2 separate regions of the Pan troglodytes genome follow, and region 1 is linked to region 2. A link is a contact called in public Hi-C data. All regions are on one chromosome and are shown on one strand. Each heading gives the region's core, a stretch centred on a gene start, on an enhancer-like site or on the middle of the called end of the contact. The rest is flanking DNA. Distances are from core to core; before and after follow the strand shown.

Evidence for each region. Hi-C and Micro-C count contacts between places; a contact is called where the count stands out from the background.
Region 1: a Hi-C map of stem cell-derived neural progenitor cells shows a contact between it and region 2, with 2.6 times the contacts expected there. The contact joins the promoter of BAG2 here to the enhancer-like site in region 2. A contact is called at or near these places in 1 of 7 Hi-C or Micro-C datasets (stem cell-derived neural progenitor cells) and 1 of 1 datasets of contacts at active chromatin or transcription factors (stem cell-derived excitatory neurons).

What each region holds. Positions count from the first base shown.
Region 1 is chr5:63,035,414-63,041,248 of NHGRI_mPanTro3-v2.0_pri, reverse strand. BAG2 (BAG cochaperone 2) reads right to left here and starts at 2,678. Exons shown (of 4, transcript XM_063812495.1): 1 at 2,178-2,678; 2 at 591-783. The coding sequence starts at 604. LOC107975177 (a long non-coding RNA gene) reads left to right here and starts at 2,824. Exons shown (of 3, transcript XR_010157727.1): 1 at 2,824-2,914; 2 at 3,847-3,940. ZNF451 (zinc finger protein 451) reads right to left here. Exons shown (of 15, transcript XM_063812488.1): 15 at 4,743-5,835.
Region 2 is chr5:62,776,909-62,782,009 of NHGRI_mPanTro3-v2.0_pri, reverse strand. The region is part of intron 2 of DST (dystonin); the gene reads left to right. Among named protein-coding and RNA genes, the nearest start is that of DST, 42 kb to the left of the region's middle. Within about 2 kb of position 2,914, at least 4 of the 24 cell types and tissues checked have an H3K27ac peak or open chromatin away from gene starts, as enhancers often do. A contact at or near this core is called in stem cell-derived neural progenitor cells, where this site is marked.

The DNA.
Region 1 (5,835 bases), core at 1,429-3,928, 260 kb before region 2:
AGATCAGTTCATACTCCAGGTCATAAAGTATGAAATTTCTTCCACAATTGACAGGATCAGTGTGGTTAGGGAACATTAAGTGCACACTTCTAAGTACAAACTGTAAGGTTTTATTCTACACAGTTACACTATGTTATTAGTCAACAAAATCAAACTATTAGAGCAAAATTACATATGAGTTTCATGTTTTCTTTTAAAAATCGATCTTCTACGCATGATTCTAGTTTTTAATAGTGTTCAGTGCCATTGCCCATGTGGTTTCAAAAAAAACTTTAATAGGATCTATATTAGCATTTTTCTCTATTTTTGCTTACCTTCGGAAATCCTTCCTTTTCAGCTAGTATTACTTTTTTAAAAAGAAGAAAAAAGGCCTACAAAAGTCCAGAATTACTAAAAAAAATCCTTGAAATGAACAGCCACATATTAATCACTTTTCTCCTCAGCTCAAATGTTAATTAAGCAAGTTGTCATTTAATCACTGATGTGCAATCAGAATTCATTTTACATTAATCAAACAGTAGAATATAATAATATTCAAAACCTGAGGCTTTCTTTTAAAGAGGAGCACTTCAGAGTGCTTTTGTACCTACCACATGTGAGGCATTAATTCAAGTTGGAGGACAATGACTCAGCTTGAAGGAAGGCGGAGTGGAGTAACAACCTCCCCATTCCTTTAGGAAAACTTTTCTTTCTGGCTAAGGGAGAGGAGAATGAAGTGGTTGAGAACATGCCCTCAACGTTCTGAAGACATGGAGAGATGTGTGTTACTTGTTATGTGGCTCCCTAAAAAGAAACATTACCAGTTAGAGGGACTTCAAATAACTGAGGCCACCAATTTCTACTTTCGCTCTACTTTTTCTGGGAGTGGAACGGTCAGGTTTGCCAGTATTGTGAAAATCCATGAGGAAGCATTACTTCTCTCTTCCACTTGCCTCATTCTGAGTGGAACCCCAGAACCTGGTGTAGGGCTTAATAATCCAAGAAATTATTTTGAGTGGAGAATCTCTCACTCTCTGGCTCTTTTCTCCCAATAGTAACAATAATAATGCTTCACTTGTTAAGAGATACCGTGGTTATTGAAGTATTTTCTCAGCAAACAGATACTTCATGTTTGGGTGTATTAATGTAGGAAGATAAAGACACACATGCAGTGTTTCCTAAACTTTTTGGCTCACATGCTTCTTTGCTCATGCACAACCTAGAGAAAACTATGTAACCAACTCCTGTGTACAGTTTCACGGAATTGCAGGTGCCTAACAAGATTTTCTTTTAACTACACGTGCTCACAAAATTTACACAGTAACTTGAGACAAACGTTCACAGGAAGTAGATAAAACTTTTCAATACACCGTTAAAGTCTTTCCAAAAATCTATTAACATTAAATTGTTTAGAAATTCTATACAAGTCTACTACTGTATTACCAAATAAAATCTTAAGCAAGAAAAGGGGAAAACTATCTTTTCATGCTTTCAGGCCAGTGACTAGCACTTAGTCTTCTATGTAGGGAGGTGCCCAATAAATACCGAGAGACTAAGGGAACCGCTGACTCCCGTCCGCGAGGTGAGGGGAGAAACAGAAGCGGCAACGTCTCTGCTGCACGAAGCACCCGGTAACTTACTGCCTACCCCTCACTCCTGTCTAATCTTTGCTCTCAATGGATTGCTGGGTTGGTTTTGTTTTATTCATTTTTGTTCTGAAGCAAGGAAACTTAACTTCACGTGGAGGGCCACTGTAAACTGCTGCCTCCCTTAAAAAATCCATAACGGGAGAAGAGTAAGTTAAAACGTTTGGGGCCACACAGAAGGTTCTAGAAGTTCTGCAGACCCAAGCTGCCACAGTCCTTAATCGCATGGAATCTCACCGTAACTTTTATCTCCTCCGATTTTTTTCCGCTCCCTAACACCTAGGTAAATTAATCAAAGTGTGGCCACCGATAACGCCCTCACAGGTTTAGCTTAAATCGAATGCGTTTTCTCTCGGACTAGGGGAGATAATCCAAGAAACAAACAAAACTACACCACGTCCATCCACAACAAATCTCAACAAGCAACTTCGGTTGCCGCAGCCTCACTGTGCCCCAGGCCCCGGCCCGCCACACGCGGCCTCCGTCCGCTAACCGCCCGCGAACCGCCCGCGCGGCGAGCAGAACGCCCGAGACCGCCCGCCCGGAGCTCACCTGAGCTCCAGCTGGTCCAGGCTCTCCAGCAGGCGGCTGGAGCGGTCAGCCATGGAGGAGGAGCGGCAGAAGCGCCCCTCGTTGGCTTTAGCGTTGATCTTCGCCTGAGCCATCTAAGCCTCCGACGCGGGGTAGCCAAGAGGTCACCGGCCCCTCCGGCGGCAGCGAGTGGAGCGCTCCTTGGGCTGCAGGCGCCGCCGTCACCACGCGGGCGCCCGCCCTCCCTCTGACGCCCGCGCGGGCAACCCGGGAGGACTCGCCGACACCGCGGCTGCAGCGTAGCCAAAGAAGGGCAGGCGCGGCGCCCGCGGGGCTCGGGGACGCCGGGCCTGGGAGGGGGCTGCAGCGGCTGGAGTTAGAGGTTCGCGAGCCACACGGGCTCGAGGATGGGCCGACAGGGGCTCGGGCCTGGGGAGCGCAAGTCTCTGAGGCACGGGAGGGGCGGACGCAGAGACCGAGCGCCTAATGTGGCCAGCGGACCTACTGCTCCCCGGACCCAGGAACTACCCGAAGCCCGCGCGGACCCACAGACCACCCCCAGCTCCGCCCCGCGAGGCCCCGCCTCTTCATGCAACCTAAAAGTAACCAACTCCCCCCACGCGAAGGTTCCTATCGGTCGACGGGCTGTGGGTGTATTGCTCAGTGACGGCTTCGTTTAGTTTCTCCCAGCACCCATAATTCAAAGCAAGAACAACGACATTATGGGGAGAAAACGTCCTTTTGTGAAACAGAAGGCAGTAAGTACAGCTCCTAGGCAGCCCACACTCACCTGACCTTCCTGTTACCACTTTATACTGAGATGAGAGTAATGAAAGCCCGGACAACACTGAAGCTATGAAGTAAAAAAGAAAAAGCTACTCCATCTTTCCCTGTCTAGCTAGATGTGGGAAGCAAAGTGAATTTACTTCATTTTTACCATTCTAATTTTCTTTTGTTTTTGAGATAGGGTCTAACTGTCGCCCACGTTGGAGTGTAGTGGCGCGATCACGACTTACTGCAGCCTCGACCTCCCGGGTTCAAGCGGTCCTCACGCCTGGCTTAATGAAGGGGTTTTAAATTTTTGCTATTAAAATTATTCCTGTTGAGCGAGCCGAGATCTCGCCACTGCACTCCAGCCTGGGCGATAGAGCGAGACCTTGTCTCAAAAAAATAAATAAATAAATAAATATTCTGAGTGAAATAATTGGCATTAAAAAGTCCTCAACTTTTAAAAATCCTCTGTTAACAAAAAAGATGCAGTAGGCCTCTAGGTCAGGCACCAGCTGTCGGTAAAAGACGGAATAGAGCTGAGGATACAAAGATTAGTCTACTTAAAAAGTTAGGCTTTAGTCCCCTCTCCTGATAGCTCTATGCCTCTCATTGCAAGGATGACAATGTACAGGGCACAGAAAATGATAGATAATAATAGTTTAAAGCTGAGCCACCACCTTTAATCAGAGATCAAAGCCATTTAAATACTTGAACAGAGTTGAAGCCCTTAAGGCTGGATCCCAATTCCCTCTGAACTCATTTTAAATCCTAATTAACTCTTGGGGTAGGGGATTATTTGACCTTATTAAAAATAACTTTATCATGACACAAACGAAAACAAAACACATTTTGTGAGTGGTTTGAAAGTCTATCAAGTGACTTTAGAATCATCCTGAACTCTTTTTCTCTCTTATCCTAGATCCACCCCATTAGTAAACCCCATCAATTTTGCCTTCAGAATATATCCAGATTCTTCCCAATTCTACCGCCACCATTCTGGTTCAAGCTACCTGGTAAGTTTGCACCTGGAATACTACAATACCTTCCTCTCTGGTCTCCCTGCTTCTACTCTTGCCTCTCATGTACATGTTATCTCAGTGCAGCAACTACAGCAATCCTAAATAAGGCAGATCATACCATTTATTCTCAGAAACCTTCACTGGCTCCTCACCTCAAAGTAAAAGCCCAGGTCATTAGAAAAACCTCAGTAAGTTCATTTCCTATTACTCTCCTAGCTCATCCTGTCAGCCATACTAGCCTTCTTGCTTTTCCTTGAATATACTAAGCTCCTGTCTGGACCTTCACCTCCTCCACCTGGAACTCTCTTCCCGATATGTATTTTCATCCTCATTCCCTCACCTTCTTCAGGTCTTTGCTCAAGTTTACCTATCAGTGATATCTTTTCTGACAACCCTATTAAAAATAGCAAGCCTCCCCCCAACTCCCTGTCCCTGCACTATTTATTCCCTTCCCTTCTTTATTTTCCGTCGTTACACGTATCACCATCAGATATGCAGTTTTATTGACTTGCTTACTAACATTGTACAATCCCCTCCTCTCCACCAATATGTGCTCCACAGAGGGGTAAGGGCTTTGTTTTGCTTACTGGTATATTCCAAGTGCTTAGAACAGTTGCTGGCACATGGTGAGTACTCAATATTTTGTGATTGAATGAATTAATGAGTGAATGATGTAATGAAAAGATAAGCATCTTTGTCAATGTTAGAAACATTTACTTCTGACGATAATCCATATAACTTCCTCTGATGTTACACAGCGATTACATCTCCTTGTGTCTAAATTAAAGTCAAAGTATGAATTTTAAGATGATTTTTAATTATTTAACAAGTAGAAATACAATCAGTGACAATTATCAATTAAAACATTAAACAACCCAGTTACCTTTTCTTAACAGTCATGATGAAATATCCCTTTCCTGTCTTATCAGAAGCCTTAATTATTCTCTACCACACACACCACAAAAGCTTCTTAATAGAGCATCAGTGTCCATCACACCTTTGTGTAGAATCTCTGGCAACAAGGTGCTGTCTCCTCTTGCCCTGCCCCCACATCTGCTTAACTACTCTTCTTTCTGGAATGCCTCTTTTGCTCCTATTTTGTGAGCTCCTGCAGATGTGTTTAAGGTCCAGCTCAGTGACTACCTCCTAGAGCCTTGCTTGACCACTTAAACATACAAACTAAAAGCACAATGTGGTCATTTTGGAAAGATGATTGATAAATTCTCAAGCCACAATGTCTAGTTTTTAAAAAATGCAAGCAGGGAGGAACAGAAGTGACATATCAAGAAATTAAAAACACAAATTATAGATTGAAAAGACTATAGTAATAAAAAAATTCAATTTCACACTAAAATATTTAGTGTTACAGAGAAGGAACAAAATTCTAGCCTTTATATTTTGTCTTAAATATAAAGAAAAGCTTTATATTTATAGAAATGTTTTTAAGTTTGGTAAATAATTACTACTAAAAATTTTTAGAGATAAGACATTTCTGGTTAAATAACATGAAGCATATACACAAAGATAATATGACAAGCCCTTCTTAGTCTTCTACTTATGTCGTATTTTTTATTACTCACAATGGGGCCTCAATATTTAAGAATTAAATATGTAATACCAAATGAAGGAAACTGACAATTCAGTGAATAACTAAACTGAAAACACTTCACATGAAATAAAAATTTAAAGAGTTAAGGAAGATTATTCCTGAGTAGGCTTTCAACATTATTTCTTGAAGAATATTATGTTTACACAAATATATAAAAAAGGACTGTTATGAAAAATAATTTTATGCAAATATTCTGACACCATTCCCTTTAACCAGGAGACCATACAAGTCACATAAAAGTCTAAGCAGGTAAAAGGAATGGAAATTGTTTCATTTAAAT
Region 2 (5,101 bases), core at 1,665-4,164:
GCTGCCGCAAGAGCAGATTGCACTGACTGCTGCTCCTGTTTCTCAGTCAGCCTTCTTCATTTGCCTTCCTTAGCTTTGAATGGAGCTTGTTTCTCTCTAGAACTCTTGTCTATTCCCACTTTGCTTTTTCATATGGTTACTGTTACCTGTTTTTGATGTGTATATTGCCCAGTGTTTTGCCATTACTCTCATTTTTTGTATTGATGAGTTTCCTGTCCTCTAGAAGCTCTTTGTTGCTGGATCCTTCTTGTCATTGAATATTAAATATGGTTCGTAAGTCATTGATGGCACTGTTCAGGAAATCAGACTGTGTTTCAGGTCAGCTTCCCAGGAAAATAGACTTTGAGATGGAGACTCTATGCAGGAGATTTATTGGGGAGTGCCCTCGGGAAAAACACCCTAAAATAGTGAGGGAAGCAGGATTGGGCCAGGGAGGAATTATGTTGCATATGCCAATGGCCCCAAGATCCCACAGGAAGTTTCAGAGTTGTCCCTAGTTGAAGCAATCACTAGCCCTTCCCTGTTGACCAGCATTGGCCTGGGGGACGGGATGTGACAGCTAGCTCTTAGGCTGGAGGGCAATTCCCAGCTAAAAGCCATGCTGCCACCCTCTCAGCAACTGGCCCAAGGAATGGGGGAAAATGTGGGGTATGCCCCACATTATCCAGACTAGTTGTAGTTTTGAATATAGTGTAATTTCTACCCTCCTTTAATTTTAATATGGATGCAATGTTGGTTCCATACTTAATATGGGTGCATTGTTGGTTCCATACTTAATATGGATGCATTGTTGGTTCCATAAATATGCCTGAAAGCCAAGCATATTTATTTTCTTTTTATGGTTCATTTTGGTACAAAACATGAAGTTGATGAATTCAGTCTAAGAAAAAATAAGAGTGTAGGGCAATTTCAACAGAATAAACCCTGGCTTACTGAACAGCCACTGTTCATAAAAGTCTGCTGTCATTCAGTGGCTAATGACTTTATCCCTAAAAACCAAAGCTGGAGATGGGAAGGATAAAGGATTGCAGTAGGGTTGATAAAATTTGTGCAGACTTTTGCCTGGTAGTTGCAGTCTAAATATAAAAAAAATCATCAGATTAGAAAAATAATCCAACTGCATCATCTATGTGTTTGATGAAATAACATAACAGATGCTGTTTGATCTGCCTAGAAACTACAAACAGATGGAGTAGACATGGCTGCCAGAGAGAAATTAGGCTGACCTTATATTTCATAGACTAGGTTGTTGACTGAGAGTACAGATTAGCAGACCAAAACATCAAGTCAAAATTATTTTTCAGTCTGTGTTAGAAACAGAGTGCTCAAGGCCCTACAGGGTGCTATAGAGCAGGGGTTGGCCACATTTTTCTGTAAAGGGCCAGATAATAAGTACAGTATTTTTGACTTTGTAGGTCATATGATCTCTGTTGCAGCTACTTAACTCTGTGTTTGTGGCAGAGAAGTAGCCATAGACAATATGTAAATGAATGGACATGGCTGTGTTCCAGTGAAACTTTGCAAAAACAGATGGTGGGTCAGTTTGTCCGAAGAGTGATAGTTTGCTGACCTTTGGTGGAGAGCACATATCAGGTTGCTGAGTTTCAGTCCTCGAGCAGATACTTAGAAAGTATTAGGCAAACTTCTAAGTGTCCATTTCCTTATCTGTAAAATGGGCATTGAAAAAGTATTTACCTACTAGGAATATTACAAGAAATAGTGAGATAATGCATGCATAGTATTTGGCACATAGGAAATGCTTGATAAGTAGAAATAATTGTTTATGGAGCTGTAAAGAATTAAAGAGAGTTGAATGTAGTTAGGAGCTGAACAATGCTGGAAAAGTGTTAGATAAATGGGACTCAGATTCTGTTTGGCTATGTAATAAGATGTGTCAATGGAGCTCTTTTTGTCTTAGTTTTGTTTGAGGCCCCAATAGTTGTAGTCAGAAAGGCTCACATTGCCAGAGAGAGGAGTAGAGCCCTATGTAGGAGGTAGCTATAAATTTGATTTTGCCACCAGCTCTGTGGTAGACTGTGTTTTGCTCACCAATGTCTGTGTTCTTTTATTCTTGGCACATAACTAATTTTTTAGCTTCCCTTACAACTTGGTGATGACCTTGTAAATGGGTTCTAGTTAATGAAATGTAAGAAATGATGTGTGCCATTTACAGGTCTGGTGTACTGAAACCATGCACACAATCCTGGCCCTAGTTTCCATAATCCAGCAGAGTGGAGAGGATATTGAGGACCTAAAAAGCCATAGATGGAAGGTGCCTGGTGTTCTAAATGACTCTGTGGAGCAGAGCACCACCCCCACTTGCTGATCTATGCGTGACATGAGCGAGGCATAAACTTTTATTGTGTTAAGCTCCTGAGGTTTTGGTGTTGCTTGCTGTAGCCGTTAGTCTATGCTGATAGTTATAGTCAGCCATCACCGATTTTAGGTATATGGATAAAGGCTAAGGTTTCATCTGTGAGAGGTTAAAGAAGTGCTGTTCAGTAGAACTTTCTGTGAGAACACAAATGTTTTATCTGTATTATCCAATAGGGTCTCTACTAGCCACATATGATATTGAGTACTTAGAATATGGCTAGCATGCTTGAAAAGTTGAAATTTTAATTTAATTTTAATTAATTAAAATTTAAATAAAAATATGTGGCTAGTAGCTACTCTGTTAGACAGGTCAGGATTAGAGACTGGGGAATGTCTTAGCAGTGTGCTGCGCCCGACCCCAAGACTCCATAATAATTCCAAAGGGCCAGAGACTGTGGCTGGACCACTGTTCTAATGATGGAATGAGCAGAAAGGGCTGCACTGGAAACAGCCTGCTCTCCCAGAATTTGTTGGGGCAAAGGATACATGAATATTTCTTACAGCTGTCTTGGGAGAAAGAGCCTGGAGTCACTTTAAACCCCATCTAGGAGGAAACCAAAAGGAGTGATGTGACCTCATTGGAATGGTATGCTTTTGTGACTAGAAGTGGTTGGGAGACTTTTTAATTATCTGAGAATGACCAGAAAAATTATAGGATCTACACAAAATCTTATGTAGTATTGAGAGAAAAGGAACCCCTCATTGTGGATTTCAGAGGTCGGCCAGGAAAGAAAATGTAGTTTTTTTTTGAGTGTACACTATGATCCCTGCTTGGGCTAATCTAACATTTATAATTAAAAAGCACTTTAAGCTCTTTAAAGGAGAAGATGCTGTATCTCAAGTAGCTTCAACCTCGTAGTCTTTGTTTAGTCTTTTCCCCACCCGCATCCAAGACTGTGTTTAGTGTCTTAGGCTCATTTGGATGCAGAATCAGAGACATACTATATTTTAAGGCATGTTGTATGTATAATTTAATGGAAATCAAAGAAAAAGATCCATACGAGGGTCTGGCTTTACATGGATAGAACTGGAAGTTGGTTACAGATTAAAGGCCTCACTCCCTGCAGTAGCGAGATGCCATAGGAATGACTCCGTTCCACTCCACTAGCTGCTTCTTTTCCTTTTGCCCTTTTCACTTATGATTTCTGGCCCCTGATAGCCTCAGCCTATACCAGGGGCACACAGTTTCCATGAATCCTTCTACGTCCTTGTTACTCAAAGTTTGGTCTGCAGACCAGCAGCATCAGAATACCCTGGAAGCCTGTTAGAAAAGCAGACTCTCAGGCCCCACTCAGACCCACTGCATTAGAATCTGCATTTTAATAGGATTTCCAGGTGATCCATGTACATATTAAAGTTTGAGAAGCACTGATCTATAGAGTTAATTCCCTCCCTTCCTCCTTCCCTTCCTCCCTTGCAGCCTCTATGCTAAGCAGCCCAGGCTCTCAGTTTTTCTCAGACTCTCAAAGGAAAAACTCTGATAGACACAGCCTAAGTGTCAGGAACCAGCAACCATAACTGGAGGGGTGTGAGGCTACAGTACAAAACATGCTTCCTCAGGCAGCAGGGACTGTGGGTGGAGCCTTTTGTTTAAGAAGGGAATGTTTGACATTATTAAGAGATTTTAAAATATTTTCATTTACAAAACTGCACCTAAGTTGTAGTTCATTTGCAATTTAGAAAACATTAAGGCTCTCTGATTGTTTAAATCGGTGCTTCTTACCAGCAGGAACTAATAAGCAGTTGATATAATATCAGTCAATATGAAATAAACACTGTATTACTAACCTGTGAAAGTTTATCTAAAATAAATGTACAGGCCGAGCACAGGGGCTCATGCTTGTAATCCCAGCACTTTGGGAGGCCGAGGTGGGTGGATCATTTGAGGTCAGGAGTTCAAGACTAGCCTGGCCAACATGGTGAAACCCTGTCTCTACTGAAAATATAAAAATTAGCCAGGTGTGGTGGTATATGCCTGTAATCCCAGCTACTTGGGAGGCTGAGGCAGAAGAATTGCTTGAACCCAGGAGGTGGAGGTTGCAGTGAGCTGACAGCATGCCACTGTACTCCAGCCTGGGTGCTGGAGTGAGACTCCATCTCAAAATGAATAAATAAAATAAAATAAAATAAAATAAATGTACAATTCAACTAGGCACAGTGGCTCATGCCTATAATACCAGCACTTTGGGAAGCTCAGGTGGGAGGATTTCTTGAGGCCAGGAGTTTGAGACCAGCCTGGGCAACATGTGAGACCTTGTCTCTTTAAAATATTAAGTGGATGTAGAGGTGCATACAGGTATTCCCAGCTGCTCAGGAGGCTGAAGAAGGGGGATCACTTGAGCCCAGGAATTCTAGGCTACAGTGAGCTATGATCACACCACTGTTCTCTAGCCTGGGCAACTGAGCGAGACCTCATCTCTATAAAATAATAAATAAAAAGAAATGTGCAGTTCCTTAGACTTTTCCAAAACAGACTTTTTGTTGTCATCATACCTCCAGGGACCAATGTTCTATACCAAACAATGACTAGTTATTAGAAAAGATTTTAAAAAGGTAATATTTTGCCCCACTTTCCTTTACTTGCCAGGGAATACATTCTCTCTGAAAACAGAAAGGTATCTTCTAGATACATTATTTTTTTTCCCCGCTGACAAAGTGACTTCCAGGACCAATCTTTTAATGTAGGGTTATTAAAACAACAAACAGTTAAATTGCTCTAATCCTG